Linked DNA regions of Mus musculus: region 1 is linked to region 2. The links are chromatin contacts, called in public promoter capture Hi-C maps. All regions are on one chromosome and are shown on one strand. The core of a region is the stretch at or near the end of the contact, and the rest is flanking DNA. Distances in the headings are between cores, read along the strand shown. Region 1 holds the start of Fads3 (fatty acid desaturase 3). Region 2 holds the start of Atl3 (atlastin GTPase 3).

Evidence for each region. Capture Hi-C pulls out chosen DNA fragments and counts their contacts.
Region 1: a contact with region 2 is called in a promoter capture Hi-C map of liver, with 3 times the contacts expected there. A contact is called at or near these places in 2 of 39 promoter capture datasets (cranial neural crest and hippocampal neurons) and 1 of 9 other capture datasets (liver).

Annotation. Positions count from the first base shown.
Region 1 is chr19:10,037,550-10,044,307 of GRCm38.p6, forward strand. Fads3 (fatty acid desaturase 3) reads left to right here and starts at 3,999. Exons shown (of 12, transcript NM_021890.3): 1 at 3,999-4,407. The coding sequence starts at 4,183. It also overlaps a transcript of Rab3il1 not described here.
Region 2 is chr19:7,490,517-7,496,900 of GRCm38.p6, forward strand. It overlaps Atl3 (atlastin GTPase 3), which reads left to right and starts at 3,922. Exons shown (of 13, transcript NM_146091.4): 1 at 3,922-4,145. The coding sequence starts at 4,100. It overlaps Gm52401 (a long non-coding RNA gene), which reads right to left and starts at 3,278. Exons shown (of 2, transcript XR_003952920.1): 1 at 3,101-3,278; 2 at 2,278-2,531.

The DNA.
Region 1 (6,758 bases), core at 2,749-5,248, 2.5 Mb after region 2:
TTCACTCATTCATACAATGCATGCATTTGGTGTTTGTGAGCTGTGCATGTGTGAATGCACATGTGCCATGGTTCACAAGGCAGAAGACAACTCTTATATTGTCTTGGTCCTCATCTTCCCCCTTGTTTGAGGAAGTCTCTCTCATTGACCCTTGAAGCATAGGTCAGGCTAGCTTCTGGGAACTGTGCCATCTCTGCCTCCCACCTTCCCACTAGGAGCATAGGGATTACAGGCATGGACTACCGGATCAAGCTTTATAAGATTTCTGCAGTTCTGGACTCAGGTCATCAGACTTTCACAGGAGGTGCTTTACCCACGAAGCAATCTCTGCCATACTTATTTTTTAAAAAAATAAAAACCTAACATGTAATCTTACACATTTTAAAGTGTAGAATTATACTTGTGCTAGGCACATTCATACTGCCATGAAACCAAGCTACAAACATTTTGCATCTTGCAAAACAAACACTATGCCCATTGACTAATTCCCTATTTCTCCTGCCCCTAGACTGTGGACATCAGCATTCCACCTTCTGCCTCCGTGAATCTGATTCCTCTAGAGATTTGCTGTAAATGGAAGCAGCATACTCATCTTCTAGTGACTGGCTTGTTTCACTTAATGCAATGTCAATATCCATCCATGTTGTAAGATGACAGGATTTCCTTTTAAGACTTGGTAATATTCTGATGTATGTGTAACAGCCCACTGTGTTTATCCATTAATTGGAGACACACACGGGTTACTGGTACCTGTTAATGTATATGCAAATATCTCTTGGAGACCCTGCATAGAGTCCTTTGAATAAATTACCGTTAGTAAATTTGCTCATATATTAGGGATTTTTTTTGTTCTTGTTTTTGTATTTTTAGAGGACCCTCCGTACTTTTTCCATGATGGCTATACCATTTTATAGTTCTACCAACAATACTCCAGGGTTCCAACTTTTCTGCCTCCTGGCCAAAATTGTTTTACTGGTTTTGGTAGTAACTATTCTAAGAGACATGAGGTATTTGCTCCCTGGACTTTGATCTGTGTCCTGAGTAGTGCTTTACAGTCTTCTCACCTTCACTGCACATTTCTGTGTGTCCTGCTCTTACCAAGGGTCTGTGTTCCACCATAGTTGCCGATAGGCTTGTCGTTGCTGGCCTAAATAGTTTCAAATAGCCTTTACATAATCCTGTGGTGCCCATGGCCTCTGCCCCTCCTTTCTCAGAAGAGTTGTACCCCGGACTAATAACCAAGCTCATGATAAGGTCTGTGACTCAAGCCAAACCCTAGAGCTCTGACTTGTGCCCCCCCCCCTTTTTTTTTTGTGCTTTTGCTGCCTGAGCTCCAGGACTGCTCTTTCTTGGTGGCTTCAGAGCTTTTTCCTAAAGCCACTGCTTGCATATCCAGCTTGTTGAGCCTCCCTGGCACTGTACAAACATATCTTGGCTCCAGGACAGTAGCTGGTGGCTCTGTAGGGGGTGGTGATTTCAAGGCATCCAACCAGAGGCCTGGGTGGAAGCTTACAACAGTAAAGAATCCAGCTGGGACAGAGGTAAGGGGCTGTATTCAAGGCATTCCAGGGGACTCTCAAACCTCAAGCTCGCCCCCTGCCCCAAAGCACTTCATTTGGCTGGCTTCCCTCTGCCTCCTACACTCGCACACCCTGGCAGTGATCCAATGGCAGCTCAGGAATGTCGAGTGATGCCTCTCCCTTTCCAAGTGGTCTGAGAGGCCTCAGCTGCCCAGCTTTGGGGATTTGGGGATGGACAATGGAGACTCAAGTTCCTCTGACTCCCTACAAGTTGCAAGTTCTCTGGGGTCAGAGATGGGGGGGGGGGGGAGAGAGAGAGAGACATCTAGAGATGACCCTAAGACCTACAGAGAACTAAAGTGGGAAGCTCTTTGTGTGGGAAGTGGAGAGAAGTTACTCATAGTTTATGCTTTATGGAAACACACATCTAGATACAGGTGGAAAGTCTACCACCTGTAGACTCCATGCTGGACTGAAATGGCCAGAGAAGGCAGCATAGTTAGGGCCTATCCTTGGTTTATCTCCCAAGTCTGCCCAGCCTCCACTTTGGTGTCCACCCCTAACTGCCTCCCATACCTGAGGCCAAGATCCCAGGGAAGGAGCCCTTGAATGGCTCTTGAGCCAGCCACATCTTACTGAGCGAGAGGTGTGAGAATGAATCAAGGCCACACCCTATGAGCATCCAAGTTTGGATACAATAGGTGTATTCCCTGGGAAGCATAGGCTTTCTCTATCCCAGTCCTCACTGTGACCATGTGGGGGCAGCAGTACCTGCCATCCTCTTTGGCCAGGGCTCCTGTATCCCCAGGTGTGAAGAAGAAAACATGTTCCAGGATTTTGAAGAGCCTTCATAGAAAGGGATTGAACAGCTCCTGTTTGTGGCAATATCTTGGGCTCGTTGGTCCTGGCTAAGCAAAGCAAGAGTTCCTCAAACTAGAGAGAACCAAGAGGCTCCTTTCTTCAAGCTCTGGTCTGCCTGTGATACACGTCATGGATTTTCCTTCTCTCTGAGTTCTGCAGCCTAAGATGGAACAGGAGTAGATTGGACATGTTCAGAAAAGAATTCTGGAAGTTTCCCAAATGTAAGACTGGACTGTGACACCCTCCTCACTCTCCATGGAGGCAGTGTGTACGTAGGCTGCCCCTGATGTCACCTCTCCTCATCTCACAGGTCCCAGGTATCTAACCAACATTCTTTAGAGTATTGCTCGCCTCTGCTTTCCTCCTTGTCCTGTGTATTTAGGCCTGTAATAGTTGCATCTGGAGTGAATGCTTTCAGCCTTTTTTAGTCTTATTGTTCCCTAAACAATGCAGTGAACAATTATTTATAGAGCATTTACATCACATTAGACATTATTAAGAATTCAGAGCTGACTTAAAGTGTATGAGGGGATATGTGAAGGTTACATGCATATACTGGTTTTTTGTAGGCAAGAAACACAGGTTGGTTTTGTTATCCACAGGGGTGCCTTAGAGGTCAGGTCACCTACAAATCCTTAGGTAGACCAAGAGGAAATGTTTGCACATTGGAAAAAATACACTTTAAGGTTCTGAAAAGATTTGCTCCCAACAAACAGGTCTGCCTCACCTTTCTGCCCTGAGTCACACTAGGGTGGTGTGCGGGAGTCTGTTTTAACTAGCCCTCAAGGAAATTCTGATGGACCTTCAAGTTTGCCAGTTGTGAAAGCTTTTAACTTTTAAGGAACTGATGTCTGTCTCAAAGAAACATCGTACAATTGGGAACGTAGTTACACTCTCAAGAGGATTTGAATTTAATAAGTCAAAAATGTGACACCATGAATGGGGAGAACTGGGAGGTGGTGACAAGCAAGCCACCCATTGCAGACTGGACCATTCTTTCATCTCCTGAACGGCAGACCTCCACGCAGCAGTGTCCTCTGCTCCTCCTCCAGTGGCCAACCTGGGCATCCCCAATCCTGCGTACAGCCAGGAGGAGAGGCCATCTGCTCCTGCAGATTGCTTTAGATGGCTTCCTCGCGTGGATATTGAGGGTTTACTGGGGGATGAGGTCCATTGTTTGGTGGCTGTTGACAGTCACCCCAAGGTAGTGTCCTCATTTCTAGCTACCTGGGATGCCTGGTTAAAGACCGGTGACGTCCCTAACTACATTTCTCAGCCTTTCAGGGCTCAGACTTGGGCTCATTTCGGGCCCCTGCGGGTGTGCCTGGGCGCAGCGGCCTGCAGGACTCCCGTGCGCGCTGGGTCCCCATCCCCCGCCTTCTCAGTTGAGCCGAGAGTCCGAGAAACTGGGGGGGGGGGGGGGCAGTGCCCCGGGGGCAGTGCCGGGCGTGGTGGCCCCAGGCCCTCGAGGGTGGGGCAAGCCCCTTCGCGACACCGCCCTCCCCGGGCAGCCAATAGATGTGGAGGCGCCGCGCCTGGATTGGAGCGAGAGCGGGACTGGCCAGCGCGGGGGCCGGGACGAGGGGCGGGCGAGGCGAGCGCTGTCAGCGCGGTTATAAGGGAGGGAAAAGTTCCCTGCGCGGAGAGCCGGGCAGGCGCACGCTCTTACGGCGGCCGCAGCGGCAGGGCGGGGCCGGTGGGGCGGGCGGAGGAAGACCCCTGATTGCCACCTCGCCTCCCTCAGTGTCTCTCTTAGACCTTGGTCACGTACCGGGGTCCGGAGGACTTGTGTACAGCGGCAATGGGCGGTGTCGGGGAGCCCGGAGGGGGACCCGGGCCGCGGGAGGGGCCCGCACCGCTGGGGGCGCCCCTACCCATCTTCCGCTGGGAGCAGATCCGCCAGCATGACCTACCAGGCGACAAGTGGCTGGTCATCGAGCGCCGTGTCTACGACATCAGCCGCTGGGCACAGCGGCACCCAGGGGGTAGCCGCCTCATCGGCCACCACGGTGCGGAGGACGCCACGGTAAGCTAACCCACAGCCGGCGGGGTGGAGCCTGGCACTAGCGGTGGAGAGGGAGACGTTGTTCATAGGCTTGGCGTCTCATTCCACCTGCGGACCTTAGCATCCTTTTTGCTCTTTCTGACCTTTGACCCCTTCCCTGGCTCCAGAGTTGAGATGGAGCCTGAGGGAAGGAGGTCTCTTTCTTTCACGGAGGATGGGCTGTTTGGGTCAGTCTGTGGAATAAATAGATCTCAGGGAAGAATGGGCCCCCAGAGGTGGGTGTGCCGTGAGGGGCAGATTCTGCCCCAGGTAAGTACCCTCACTGTTGTACTGAGGGTTTCTTTTCTGCTCTGAGTGTCACAGACTATTTTCTGGTGCTTCCAAGAGCCTGGGGCAGGGCTGGGTCCCTAGCGATAGGGACGTGCCATCAGAAACTGGGGGCTGGGCAGCAGAGCTTGGGCAGGGCCTGGAGGTCTGTGGCTTATCCAGCACTTGTGTAGACTGTTCTGAGGGCCAGTGACTCACCTCTGCTGGGCTGGCAGCTACACGTGGGAAGACTTTGCCAGGCTGGGTGGGCCTCCACGGGAAGCACAGTCACCCCAGTCACCGACTAGCCCCTGGGGACTCTGGCTTCCCATTCTCAGTCCGTGTCTAGACAAGAAGGGATGGAACTGGCCTGAAGGACTATCTGGCTAGAGCCCAGTGGTGAAGCAATTTCCCAGACCCTTCCTCCTTCAGTCCCACTCCATGGACAAAGGTTGAGGCCATGGTGCTCTGCCCTCGACTATCCAAAATTGTAGGTTAGTCACATTGGGTACCCGGAAGGTCTTTAAGACTGGAGGGAATGATTCTCTAGTGGAAGAACTTGGTGGCAGCAGAGGAGGTTCTCTGTGTCCCAGGACTGTCATTGTCCCTCTCCTCCCGGATTCACTCCAGGCAACTGAGAGGGATAAGAATGAGACAATTCCTGAAAATCATCAACCTGTGGGCCAGTGTGTGTGTGTGTGTGTGTGTGTGTGTGTGTGTGTGTGAGCCTTCCTTCTTTCTACCAGAGCATGATGGGCATGAGGTGCCACAGCCCCTCCCACTGAGCCCTGGCAGTCCTGTGAGGATCGTGTTGTAGCGTAGGACAGAATGCTGGGCAGGAGAGGAGGACAACAGAGAGCACTGACTGCTTTTTCTTGCTCAGGGCCAGCCAGGAGGCCCCTCCTACATGGGATTTCTAACTTTATATTTAGCTCAGTGCCCCGAGACCTCCATCTAATGGTTTTGCTCCAGCCACCATTTTGATTCACAGCCAGTAAGGTCTGTAAAGAAAACATCACTCTACATCTTGTAGTAGGGTTCTAGCTCTGCCATTGAAGGCACTCAGAGGTAATTCCTCTGAACCTTAGCTTTGTCATTGGACGGGTGGGGAGAGCTAGGCTATATAGCAAGCCAGCCAAGGGCAAGACCACACCTTCTCCACCATGCTGCTGTGTTGTAGATGTTTGTTCAGTAGCTGCTCTTTAGACTATATGTATGCAGACTGGAGAGTGCAGTGGGACAGTCATAGCACTCCCAAGCCTTTTCTGGGAGAGCTTGTCTCTGACCCTGCCAGTAATAGGAAAAGATTGCTATAGGCCCCAGACGTTGGGGTAGAGTTGCTAAAAATACCTGGTGTACTCAGGTCTCAGGGCCGGGAGGGGTCTAGGTTCAGAAGGCCCTAGCCTTTGTCAGTGATGGACCCACAAGGAATACTAGGAGTTGAACCAATCCAGTGCCCCATGTGGTCAAGTCTAGATGCCAGGTATCCCATCCCAGAATCTGAAGCTCAGGTTAGGGGTGAGATGTGGCTGCCCACTTGCATCAGCCCAGCCACCCATCAGCTGTTCTCATGTCCAGGCAACAGAAGCTTTCCTGCCAGGAAATTCCCAGAGTTCTTGTGCCATGAAGTCAGCTTGTGGCCATCCTGGGATACAGAGCCTGTGCCCTAGGGAGAGTACTCTGGGCCCTGGGCCAGGTTTGTCTAAGAGTCACAGGCAACCCTGAGATGAGAAGAGGCAGCCAGAGAGGTCTAGCCCCTGCTGGTCATAAATATGTGAGAGTCACATACCAACCACCTACTATGTGCTAGATTCTAAATCAATGCTTGCTATTGATACTGTTTCTTAATCCTCAGGATACCAACCAGCGAGGCAGTTTACTACTGTTATCCCACTTTACAGATGAGAAAAGAGATTCAAAGAAACAGTGAAACTTGAAACAGTGGCAGGTGTGGGATTTGAATGCACAGCCACACTCTGCCCCACGTTGGTTCCTCAGTAATGGGACTCCCTGAACCCACCCATGAATATCTCCTGTGTGCTCCTCACCCCCTGCCTCTGCAGATG
Region 2 (6,384 bases), core at 2,672-5,171:
TAGCTACAGCATCAGTGCCTGAAACAGATAGTAAGTAGAAACCAAAAAGGTTGTATTAAGGAATGAGGAAGGTGTATGTTACACTAACTGCTTCAGAACTTTCTGCCTCTTTTAGTATTACATACATAGTTTTGCTACAGGACACAATACCCTGTTTGATTTTAAGAGCTTCCAATAAAAATGTACTGAAATATATCCTGTCAGGAAGTGAGTCCTTCATGTTAGAGTTAGATGTGTGCAAATCACTGAAGTCAATACAAATATATTGGCCTTCCTCACACTTGGAAGATTTTGACTTTTGAAACAACATGGTACAAATTATTGGTAGATTTTAGGATTGGTCACAGCTTAGAAAACAACTTCTGCCAAGGAAAAGCATGTTTGGTGGTAGTTTCCCAGGACAGCGGAGGATACACAGAGAAACCTTGTTTCAACAAACAACAACAACAACAACAACAAAAACAACCAGACAAAACAAAAAAAACCCCAATGAATAAATAAATAAATAAATAAATAAATGATTAAAAGAAGTTAAAAAAAAAAGAAAGATAGAAATGTAAAACTCAAATCTGATGGTAAGAATATACTGGGAGAAATGGAAGGCAAGAGCCAGCAAGATGGCTCTGTGGCTAAAAGCACTTGCTCTGTGTGTCTGACAACCCAAGTTTGATCTCCACAACTCACATTTTAAAAAATTACCTATATATTATTTAAAAATGTAATAGATATAGATACAGTGGGTCTTTTGCAGCATCCCTGCAGCAAGGTGGGAGGTAGAGATGGGACAATCTTCTGGAAGCTTTTGTCTGCACTGAGTGCCAGAAACAAGAGATCCTGCCTCAAAAACGAGGTGGAGGAGCTAGGAAAACGGCTCAGCAGTTCCCAGCACCCATGCTGGGTGGCTCCCAAATACCCAAAACCAGTTCCAAGAGACCCAATGCCTCTGGCCTCCATGGCAACTCACCATCATGTGCACATACTCATGGATTTATAATAATTAAAAATAAATCTTAAAGAGATAGAAGAGAATCAACTTCTGAAAAGTTGTCCTCTGACTTCTATGTGCACTGTGGAATATTTATCCCGCCCCCCCAAATTAAAAAGAAAAACACACGGGATAGGTGGAGTTGGGAACAGGAGAGGTGGTGGGGAGGAGAAATGACTGGAATTCAAAATCACCCATACATTCTAGGGTTTATTCCCTAAGTGGAATTTAAAATGCCCCCAAATTGGGGCCATTTTGGGGATGAGGTAGAAGTCTAGTGCAATGGAAACCCCATGGAATTTATGAGAATTACTCTAGCAAAGACTTCTAGTAATGGGGGACACATTCTTCTGTCTTCTGTAATTAGTCAAAGTCTCAAGTGGAGTGACTGGGACACCAACCCAGGCACAAAACCTTCCACCTACAGTTTGTTCTGCCTGTAGAGTGTTCTGGATCAGAATCTAAAATAATCTCATCAAAGAGACTTCATCCAGCAACCGATGGGGAACAGACACAAGGTCCCATATCTCTGGGAGTCCTGTGGAGGAGGGAGAGGAAGGATCAGAGGAACCCAAGGAGTTAGGGACACCGCAGAGCCCAGAATCAACTGGCTAGGACTCGCTGGGGCTTGTAGAAATCAGGAAGCCTGCAGGGTCTGACTCAGATCCTCTACATACATGTTCTGGCTGAGGAGCTTGGTGTTCGTGGGGCAACTGGGGCTGTCTCTGACTCTTCTGCCTGCTTGTGGGGCCCTTTTCCTCCTACTGGGTTGCCCTGTTCCAGCCTTGATGCGATGATCCCGTGGTGCCTGGTCCTATTGTTGCTTCTTATGCCCTGTTTGATTGATGTCCCTGGGAAGCCTGTTCTTAGAGGGGATGTGGAGAGGGTTGGTTCTGGGGAAGAGAGGAGGGGAAAGATGGGGGCGTGGGGGAGCTGAGGGAGGAGAAATTGCAGTTGGATGTAATGTAGAATAAAAAATAAAAATTAAAAAACAATACTTTAGAAAAGGGGACTGGAGAATGCTAGGATGTGTGGGCGATTTTAAATTCTTACACAATAATATTTGCAGTTGTGACAAAGTCATTGCCCTTTGGCTCTCCTCTTTGAGCATGTAACAAAATGGGTTTGTGTCATGTCTTCTTGAACTAATCTCTTCCCCTAATGTTTACTTCTAGTTTCTTGCTGGACCAGGTTGGCCTATGCTGTGTTACTTTTTCTTGGGAGAGAGAAACAATGGCCTAGTCATTCTGGGGTAAGGGCACTGACAGACCAAAGAAAGAATTCTATCCAAGTTCAGCTTGGTGAACCATTGAGTTTATTGAGGCCACTTATAGGTACACGGGTGACTCAAAGGCAGTTACATCACCAGGAAGTCCCTTGGGCAGTTTATAGGCAACTATACAAATTAAAAATCTCACCTGGAGCGTGGGTGATTCACAAAGAACCTGCACTCCTGATGAGTTCCATGGGCAGCTTCAGTAATGGAAGAGTCCTTCTGGTCAATTTGCTCTTGGATATACACCTTCCTCCAATGAGTCTCCTGTGGCTGATTCAAGACAGCAATGGTCATGTCCACCTTAGAAGAAACAACTACACAATAGCCTAGAAGATCTAATTTGGTTTAAATCTAAAAGCTAGAAGAGAGTTTCCTAACAGTCTTGAGAGTTTGGGGGGTAAAGGGGCTCAAAGAGGGGTTAAAGAAGTGTAAACAGGATTTCTTTAGGTAGGCTACGAATAATTTTTACCTCATAACCTTTGGCATAATTGCTCAGGAAGTAAAGATAGCTGAAAGGCTTGGCAGGGTGTAGAGATAGAGGGAAGTTCAGGGTAGGCCGAAGGAATAAAGAAAACATTTGCTGAATGAACGAAACAATGGTGAGGAAAAATCAAGTCACTGGGGTGACACTACCTCCATCTATAGGATTTGTTAGAAAACAGTATTTAGTTGTGGCAAATTGTATTTTCACAATATGTCAAGTATGAATAAAAGCATTTCCCAACAACTTCCTTTTGTAAAGTAACTTTGAATCACGGTCCTAGAAGTCTAAAGTTTACAAAAGGTGGGTCATGGCTCAGAATAGTCTGAGGTCGCGCGAAAATGAGACAGAGACTCACTATGTAGTTCAGGAAGGTATTGAACACCTGATCCTCCTCTCCTGGTCTCCAGTACTGGGATTACCAGCGTGCCACCCGGAGCCTGACTTAGTAAGGTCTTACTTTAGCTTTTTGTTTGTTTGTTTTGTTTTGTTTTTTTGTTTTTCGAGACAGGGTTTCTCTGTGTATCCCTGGCTGTCCAGGAACTCACTTTGTAGACCAGGCTGGCCTCGAACTCAGAAATCCTCCTGCCTCTGCCTCCCAAGTGCTGGGATTAAAGGCGTGCGCCACCACGACCGGCGTTACTTTAGCTTTTAGTAAGCCTTGGTCAGATCAGAGATTAGGGGTGATGGTGATGATAATGAAGTCACGATGGTCTGTCCTTGTGAAGTCAAAGTCGAAGCGTTCGCGTCATCATGTTAATTCTTTCATACCACCACCTGTAGTCCTGGCCAGCGAGGAACACCAGAGCCCAGCACGCGGGCCGGGTGGGGGCTCCCGGCGGGAACCGGGTGGCCAAAGCCCGGCCCTGGTCCCCGGGTTAGGCGCCGGGCAGGGTCTTCCGAGAGCCCTCCTCATTTTTTTCCCTTTGCAAGGCCTAATGGGAGTTGTAGTTCAGCGGTAGGAAGACCCACTCGGCCCAGTCCTGTCCTCCGTTTCCTCTACGCCCCGGATGAGGGCGAACACCCGGGTCAGAGGGGCCGGGCCCAAGAAAACGCCGAACTACAATTCCCGATGGACCCGACATTCCAGTACGCAGTCACAGGTACCCGCGGCACGATCCCCGCTCCGGCGCACGCGCACCGAACGGTGGCGGGACTCGGCCGCGTGCGCTTTCCCGCCCTCGTCACGCCCTGCGCCATCGGCAGGGCTGTCTCCTGAGCTGTAGGCTTTCTCCGCGCGCCCCTCCTTCTCGGTTTCTCCCCAAGTCCAGGCTCCGCCTGTTTCCCTCCTCCAGGGCAGCCTCAACCCGCTCCTGTCTTCTCTGCCTCTGCTACTTCTGCTGAAGGAGGAGGCTCCATGTTGTCCCCTCAGCGAACTGCAGCGGTGGCATCGAGAGGAGCAGGTGAGGCGTCCAATTTTCCCGGGACCCGGTCCGTGGTTACCCACGCTGCCTCCCAGTGCTTCGGCTCCGAGGTGACAAGCCGTCCCTGCCGCCGCCTTTTTTGGTGTGGCGACGGGAGGCCGCACCGCCGGGTGTCTCGGCTCGGAATTCAGGGCCGGGGCTCCTGGAGCGGGGAACGTTCCCAGTCTCCGCCGGGAGCCCGCGGCCTCCTGCGGCCTGGTGTTCTGGCCCGTCGAGCTCCGCCCTGTGCTGGGCAGGGCGTGCCGGGCGGTGGCGCGCTCCGGGTCGGGAAGCGAGGTTGGCGGTCCGTCTTAACGGGCCGGGATCGGCGGAAGGCTTTATTGTTGAGCCTTAAAGTGCTGGAATGCTGCGGTGCAGCCTTGGAGTTGAAAGGTTTTATTTTAAACGAAAAGACCTTGAGATACTGACAAGTATTAGTAAAGTTCGTTTTCCACCCGCGCTTATCTCCATGTTTGGTGATAAAAGAATTGGCCTAAATTTGGTTGTTTTGTTTTGCAAGTTTTTTGTTTTGTTTTTTTTTTTTTTAAAGTAAGTTTGGTTCCTTTGGCTTTGCCGGAGACATAAAATGAGGTGGTAAAAGTACTAAATGAAAACCAAATAGTCCCTCCGTAAATTCATGGATGCAGTTTCGCCTGTCATTTTACCTGGCACTGTGCTTGTTTAATGGGTATGGCCCTGAAATGATTGCAAGTTTCAGTTGCGAAATCTAAAGGAAAAAAAAAAGAAGAGTCAACAGTAGTGTTTGAAGAATTTTTTAGCAAACCCCAGTCTTCAAATTTGAGTACGAAGTGGAATGTTTTGCAAAAGGTGAAGAAAAAAAAAAAAAAAAAAAAAAAAACCCCTAGCAGTCTAAAACGTCATGGTTCTCAGTTTTGTTTTGGAGAAGTGGAGTTAAGTAAAACCTACGTTAAGGATTTGTACTCTATGTCAGTATTCAGCTTACATACAAACTGCAACATCAAATGAGGGCTGTTTTGCTTCCTACGAAAACCAGCTTGTATTCTAGAAATTCCTGTGCAGCTTTTACATGCGTGAGGGGATGTATGGGTGAAAAACATTTTCACCTAGTGAAGCATAAGGCCAATACCAACATTGTTTTATTTTCGGTAGTTTACTGTCTTTTGTAATAGTCATAACCATAAGAAAAACAGTTGAGGGGTGGTGGTGGCGCACGCCTTTAATCCCTGCTCTTGGGAGGCAGAGACAGGTGGATTTCTCAGTTCAAAGCCAGCCTGGTCTACAGAGCGAGTTCCAGGACAGCCAAGGCTACACAGAAAAACCTTGTCTGGGTTCGGGGGAACAAAATGAACCAAACTAAATAACAAAACAAGTCACCCCCTGAAAACAAACAAACCCACAAACAATAACAAAACAAAACAGAAGAGGGAGGTGTGGTTGTATGCCATAATAATTTTCTTAGTGTTTAGTAAGGAAGAACAGTTTGGTTTGTGCTGCTAGGGATTGAATGCAGTTTTGTGCTTTTATAGCCCTTAACCCTAGTTTTTAGGGCTCCTCTCAACAGTGTTAAAAAAAAAAAAAAAAAAAAAAAAAAAAGTCATGGTTCTCACAGTGAGACCCTGTCTGGAAAAAAAAACTAAAAAAATAAAAACTGGATCTCACTGTGTAGCCATGGTTGGTCTGGAACTTCTTTTTTTTTTTTTTTTTTTTAAAGATTTATTTATTTATTTATTATATGGAAGTACATTATAGCTGTCTTCAGACACTCCAGAAGAGGGAGTCAGATCTCATTACGGATGGTTGTGAGCCACAATGTGGTTGCTGGGATTTGAACTCTGGACCTTCGGAAGAGCAGTCGGGTGCTCTTACCCACTGAGCCATCTCACCAGCCCCTGGAACTTCTTTTGAAGATGAACTTATGGAGATCTGACTACCTCTTCCTAGTTTTCAGATACCCACTATTCTTAGCACAACTTATAGATCCTGATTTTATTTATTCAGGGGCCAGGAAACAGTGAAAAAGAAAATCCTCATTTTGCATATTTATAATAAAATTTCTCCAATGGTAGGTGTATGCATTTGAATAATTTATTTGATAGAAAATAAACATTTGTTAGCTATTAGTATTTATGTTGAAATATTTTTTACAAATTAAAAATGTTTTTATTTAAATTTCTTTTGCTAGAGCATGCTAGATGTATCTCACAGCTAAAAGTATGTTATAAATAAAGTGATAGGCTTTACTCATATAGTAAGCAAG